Regions from separate parts of the Mus musculus genome. Here region 2 is linked to region 1. The links are chromatin contacts, called in public HiChIP or PLAC-seq maps. All regions are on one chromosome and are shown on one strand. The core of a region is the stretch at or near the end of the contact, and the rest is flanking DNA. Distances in the headings are between cores, read along the strand shown. Region 1 holds the start of Carlr (cardiac and apoptosis-related long non-coding RNA). Region 2 holds the start of Armc3 (armadillo repeat containing 3).

What was found. HiChIP or PLAC-seq counts read pairs in DNA pulled down with a chosen protein or histone mark.
Region 2: a contact with region 1 is called in an H3K4me3 HiChIP or PLAC-seq map of embryonic basal ganglia, with 3 times the contacts expected there. The contact joins the promoter of Armc3 here to the promoter of Carlr in region 1. A contact is called at or near these places in 9 of 39 promoter capture datasets (the 3T3-L1 cell line, the HPC-7 cell line, hematopoietic stem and progenitor cells and 5 more), 2 of 484 Hi-C or Micro-C datasets (bone marrow-derived macrophages and nephron progenitors), 2 of 115 datasets of contacts at active chromatin or transcription factors (embryonic basal ganglia and forebrain) and 1 of 9 other capture datasets (embryonic stem cells).

Annotation. Positions count from the first base shown.
Region 1 is chr2:18,800,322-18,803,201 of GRCm38.p6, reverse strand. Carlr (cardiac and apoptosis-related long non-coding RNA) reads left to right here and starts at 1,384. Exons shown (of 1, transcript NR_131254.1): 1 at 1,384-2,880.
Region 2 is chr2:19,197,706-19,200,585 of GRCm38.p6, reverse strand. It overlaps Armc3 (armadillo repeat containing 3), which reads right to left and starts at 1,468. Exons shown (of 20, transcript NM_001081083.2): 1 at 1,229-1,468.

The DNA.
Region 1 (2,880 bases), core at 135-2,634:
TCCAGAAAGGCTCTGTCCTGATTCGGAGCCCAGAACCCCTTCAGAGGACGCTGAGGCGCATTCTCATACTGTTGCTCTGGGTCACTTGACATTGGTACTGAGCATCTGAAAAGTGGCAAAGTGCGGGATAGTAATTTTTTTAAACCTGCCTGCCTGCCCAAATGCCCATCAACTGCCCCCACATCTGTCTTGCTCCGCCCACATCTGTCTTGCTCCACCCACATCTGTCTTGCTCCACCCACATCTGTCTTGCTCTATGCTCAGTCAGGCTCCTGCTCATCATTTAGCCTCTTTCCCATTCTGGGGGCCTCAGGTTGGGTGGTAGCACAGCTAGGAAGTGACAAAGCCAAAGCTGGTCTGCTGCAGTTCTTCTAACCACCCAAGACAGGTTTCCCAGCTCTGGGCCTGGGCCAAATATTTGCTGCTGGTCTAGAGGCTATGTCAGTGGTTCTCAACCCTTTGGGCAAACCTCTATCTCCATAAATGTTTACATTATGATTAATACCAGTAGCAGAATTACAGTTATGAAGTAGCAACGAAAATAATTTTACGGCTGGGGTCACCACATTGTGAGAAACTGGATTAAAGGGGAGGTTGAGAACCACTGATCTATGTGAATTATATAGGAAATGTTAGTTTTGCCAAAAAGTAAAACTGATCTTGCCTCTAAAACCCCACCAGAAACTACCTACCTACTGTAGTGAGTCCTGAAGTATCTGAAGTGGATTCCTTTCTGGTGATTTCAGTAGATGGTTGGGCTTTGGGAAACTCCAGTGACTGCCACTTTGACCACTAATCTTTCAGATTGTGAAAGTTTCCTATAATTGGACTTCTGTGACAGATCTGCATTTTTAACTAAAATATATTCAGTGTTAATTTATCTACTGGAGAATATTACCTAAATTCTTAGTGTTTTGAACATTTCTTTTGATGCAACTCAAATGGTTATCATGTAAATATACAATTATATTTAATATTTTGCTTCATTTTTTTGAAGCAGCGTCTACATAGCCCAGACTGTCCTCTAATTTGCAGTCCTCCTGTCTCACCCAGAGTGCTAGGATTACATGAATATGCATGCTATTGTGCCCCTTTAGCAGTTACATTTGTAAATGATCCTGATCGCATGAGCACAGACACAATCTATCCGCCTTAGGCAGCTGTTTGTGGGTACCCAGGAGCTAAAATCAACTGAATTACAGCTGCTTCTCATAGACTTTGACAGTGCCTTAGAAATCAATCTGCACCAGGACAAAGCAGACCTAAAACACATCAGGAATACTGTTCCCTGTGGTTTGCTGACCTCCCCTGAATTAGCAAGGCTGGGCGCTGGTGCTGGTGATTAGGGTCCTCCTAAGCTCCCCCCGCCCCCCAGTCTGTAGAGGAAAAACCGCAGAGCTAAGGTGCTAGAGGGACCATAGACTGCGCTGCAGAAGCCAGGCGCACTCTATAGCCAGGGGACTGAACTAGAGAAGATCTGGGCATTGCCCACCAGTGCAGGACTGGATGTCCAGCTTGTTAATCAAAGACCTTGGACCTAAGCTTAAGCTTCAGCATCGTGGATCTCGAGCGCGGGAAGGACAGTGAACTGCAAGCTACCACGACCTCTCTCTCCTCCCACCTGCGACCCAGGGAAGAAAGCTCAGAGCCCTCAGCTCCAGGCTTGGAGCTTTCTTGACACCGAATTCTAGATGCACCAGGAAGAGCCCTGGCAAGGAGCGGGCTGCGCAGGTAGGGACAAGGGTGGTGTCCCAGTGCAGCCCGATCAAGTAATCCCAAGGGAGCCTGCCTGCCACAGTGGAGCGGTGTGGGCTGCTTTCCCGGTGAGGGGATGAAGAGACCCTTCCCTTGAGTCAGATGTCGTCATTTGCTGGGCGAATTCCGTGCCCCACAAGGGCCACCCTTATCTGACAAACCCCTATAGGCTACTGGGGACTTAGGGAAAAGAGATGGAGGCAGAATCCTTTGGTAGTAGGGAGTACCAGGTTCAGGGAAAGGGAGCAGAAGACTGCCCCGAACCTAGGCATCCAGTGTAAGGAGAGGCGTCATTGCTCTAAGGATGATTTTAAACCGCGCAGAGACGCAGCATATGGTTTCCAGGTTTGGCGGCACAACACAGAAGACTTTGAGCCGAAGGGGCCTCCAGACACGGAAACTAAATAATCCCGATTTAGAGAGGCCCGAGTAGCAGGAGGCTGGATTTTTGGTTAAGCTACAATTAAGAGAAGATAATTAAGCCCGGAGCCGTGCAGCTTATTAATATTTATAGCTCTCGGAGTGAGAGGGCCTTTGCCACGCAGGAGAGGAACCCGAGCCTTTCAGGCCAGGGGCTTCGCAATGACTGGGAATGAGAAAGGGCGAAATGGGGTGAATCTGTCTCTGCGCTTCTCCCTTAATTACCGGAGCAGGAAAGTCAGTCGGGAGAGAAGGTGGTCGAATGACTCTGTCTCAGGGGCTGCGAAGAGAGATGGCTATCTCCAGTCCGGATCCCATCTCTTCCTTCAGGACCCCAACCGTGCCTTTAAGTGTCCCTGACTCCCAGGATTGAGGGCTAGTAAAGGAAACGATTTTGTAACGAAGATTCCGGGAGAATTTTCTTTTCCTCCCAGCCTTAACGTCACGCCGCAGGGGACACGGTGATTAAGTGCTGTCCTGGCTGAGGGATGGCCCTGCAAGCCCACACACTGGCCTCGAACTTGCTCATGTACGGTTTGTGGGATTCCGGGAGGCAGATCCTGCCCGCCCCGCACGGCCCCCCGCAGGATCCCGGAGGGCCGCTGCGGGTCAGGCCTTTGATTCCCGTACCGCTGCGGTGGCAGGCGGAGGGGCTTCACCCGTACTCCGACCTTCCCCGCGGTCTGCTGCCTGCGAGACACCGTG
Region 2 (2,880 bases), core at 219-2,718, 400 kb before region 1:
TTCCAGAACAGCGAGAAGCTATCGTAGGCACAGGGGTAAGTTCATAGGTCAAAATAAGTTCATAAGCTATTGAAAGACATACCAGCAACTGATTTATAACAATTCCTGCTAAAGGACATTCAGGAGACAAGTTACACCCACACAAAACTATGTGGAGTTATCTCAGTTGTCCTCAGACTAATGTCTTCTATTCCTGGATGATGTTTTGAACAGTTGAATAATGAACAGTGCAGAGAATAAATACACACAGCATTGCAAACATGGATGGGTCCTGGGCAATGCTCCAAAGTTAGAGGCGGCTGGATTTTACCACTATATTGGGTGTAGGATGGCTGTTCAGGGGCTTAGATGTAATCCTCTGGTATAAGTGGGAGCAATTTGCCATAGACACAATGAACAAAGTAAAATTTACCAAAGATAAGTGGGTTTTTGTTTTTGTTGTTGTTGTTTTGGTTTTTGTTTGTTTTGTTTTTGTTTTTGTTTTTGTTTTACCATCTTGCCTAAATTGTATTGCCGATTGTCAATTTCCTTACCTGGGACCATTTTCCTAAGAAATTATTAAAGGGCAAGTTCAAAACCTTTCCATTTCCATTTATTCTCCATTGGTCAGCATATCATTTAAATAATGTTTTTTCAAGTTCATTACTCATCTAGCATCCATTTCCAGTTTTCTGGAATTATGGCCAAGGCTGCAACGAACGTCTTTGGATATACACAAAATTCACCCACCTACCTTTTTTTTTTTTTTTGGAAACAGCTAAAAGATAGCGGGATGAATAGGTACCAGGTTCATTGTACTGATTATGACAATGGGTGTGGCTTAAATGAATACGTTTCATAGCCACATTTGCCCTATTTGTTATTTGTTTCCCCATTCTCTCCTGCAGCCCTCTCAGTCTCTGAGCTTTAGGTAGTCGCTAAGGCAGAAGCTGCCTTTAAGCAGAACTAAAGCCGCAGTGGAGGGCTGAAGCAGGTAAGGTCCTACTTCAAGAATCGCTTACAGTCAAGTGACTGGATCTTAGCTCCTCAAATCGCTCTTAGAGCTCCAGGTTTGCTCCGTTAAGTGACCTCGTAACTGCGGGTGCAGGTCTGGGACAGTTTGTCTGGTGTACTGTTCCTTTGTCCCAACGGTCCCCACCTGTGCACTGAACGCTACAGTTTGCCCTGTCTTCTAGTCCTTGGCCTCTCCAACCCTCGGGACAGGTGTGCATCCGTGCCTGTCGTTTACCTGCGCGGAGTCAAGTCTCAAGAAGCAGTGGCTCTGTACATGTGGCAAACTCCACTGGCCTCTGAGGGTCTGTGTTGATGTTTGTTGCTAGGCGACGCTGGGCTGCGCATGCGTGCTCTGCCCGGAATTAGTTCTTAGCCCCAAGGCTCCCTTTGTCCAGCTCCAAAGTGATCGATCAATCAATCCTGCAGGAACCACAATCGTGCCATGGCAAGTCTAACAAGGCTCAAAATCTCCTCCTCTCCCTCCCTTCCTCGTCTTCAGATATTCTTTCCAACGGCCCAAATAAAGACGATCCTGTTTGCTCTCTCGCCCTCTGCCCCCTAGCCATCCTCTCAGTAAAGAAGCCATCAGTTAATTGGCTCCTTCCCTTACTAGATCTTTCTCATGTTCTTACTGCCACCACATTCCAGGTCATCGCAGCTAATGACTCTAGTTTCTCCTCCCGGTTTTTCCTCTACACCATAGATGTACACCGCCCCATCCCTCTCCCCCTTCCCCCTTCCCAGTCCCCCGGAAATAATTGTTCTGGTCTTGTCCCTCTATTGCTCGAATGTTTGTAATTTTCTTAGGAAAAGGCATTGTCCCCAAACTGTTTGCCTGTTTGATGCCACCCCCCACCCCCCGCTGCCTTATTTCCAGTCTCTTCTACCTCACCCCCTCCCCCAGCTTCTCATTCCAAATCCCCATTTCCTTTCCCAGCTGTGCTCTCCTGGGCACTGTTTATCTTCCAGGCCGACTCTTCCTTCATTTCTACTTATCAAGCTGGGCTGGTGCAGTCACCAGAAAGAGCCCGTCAGTTTCCTTTAGGGGTCCATCTCTCCACCCCTTACACTTTGCAGACTCCTGTCCCACCTGCTCTCTGTTCTCTCGGCCCTAACAGGGCCGGATGCATCTCACAGTTGTGACCTTTCCAACTTCTGTTGTTCACAGTTGTGACTTTCCTCTTCCTGCCATCTTAATCACCTAACAAGCAGATTTTTACATGTTTAACAACTATTTCTATCAAAGTATTTGTGGGCAAATATATCACGTGATTTCTATATTTTGGTTAAACTTTGACTAATATCTTAACTAACGCAATTCATTATCTTCCTTTTTCCAGCCCCCTATATGTATATAAATATAATAATTTCTCAAGTACACAGTGACATTTTCTGCCCTTTACTCCCTTAATTGGTCCAAAAACCATTGCTCATTTTTCATATCTATCGTCAAGATTTCCTCCAGAAAGTCTCGCTCCTCCAGGCCCACAAAGCATTCCTTATTTTATACCATTGCTCTAACTTACATGTGTGCTAGTCCCAGTGTTTTCCTATGACATTATAAACTGTGTGTGCGCATGTGTGCGTGTGGGTGTATGTTTGACTGTGTACTAGTATGCATGCTCTCCCACCTAGGCCATTTCTAAATGGACATTTGGTGAACACTTATTCTAAGCCAGAGAGTTATGAGCTTTTAACGCGAGTCATATAAGCCCCACCCTAATTTTATGAGGTATGAGCTAAGTAGTTGGCATAAAGTCACTTTTCTAGTAAATGGCAAAGACAGACGTGTAGTGAGATCGGTTTGACTTTTATAGGCATGTCCTGCGCTAGTACATCATACACATGTCTTAAAAATACAATATTACAAGTCATAAAGAGATTTTT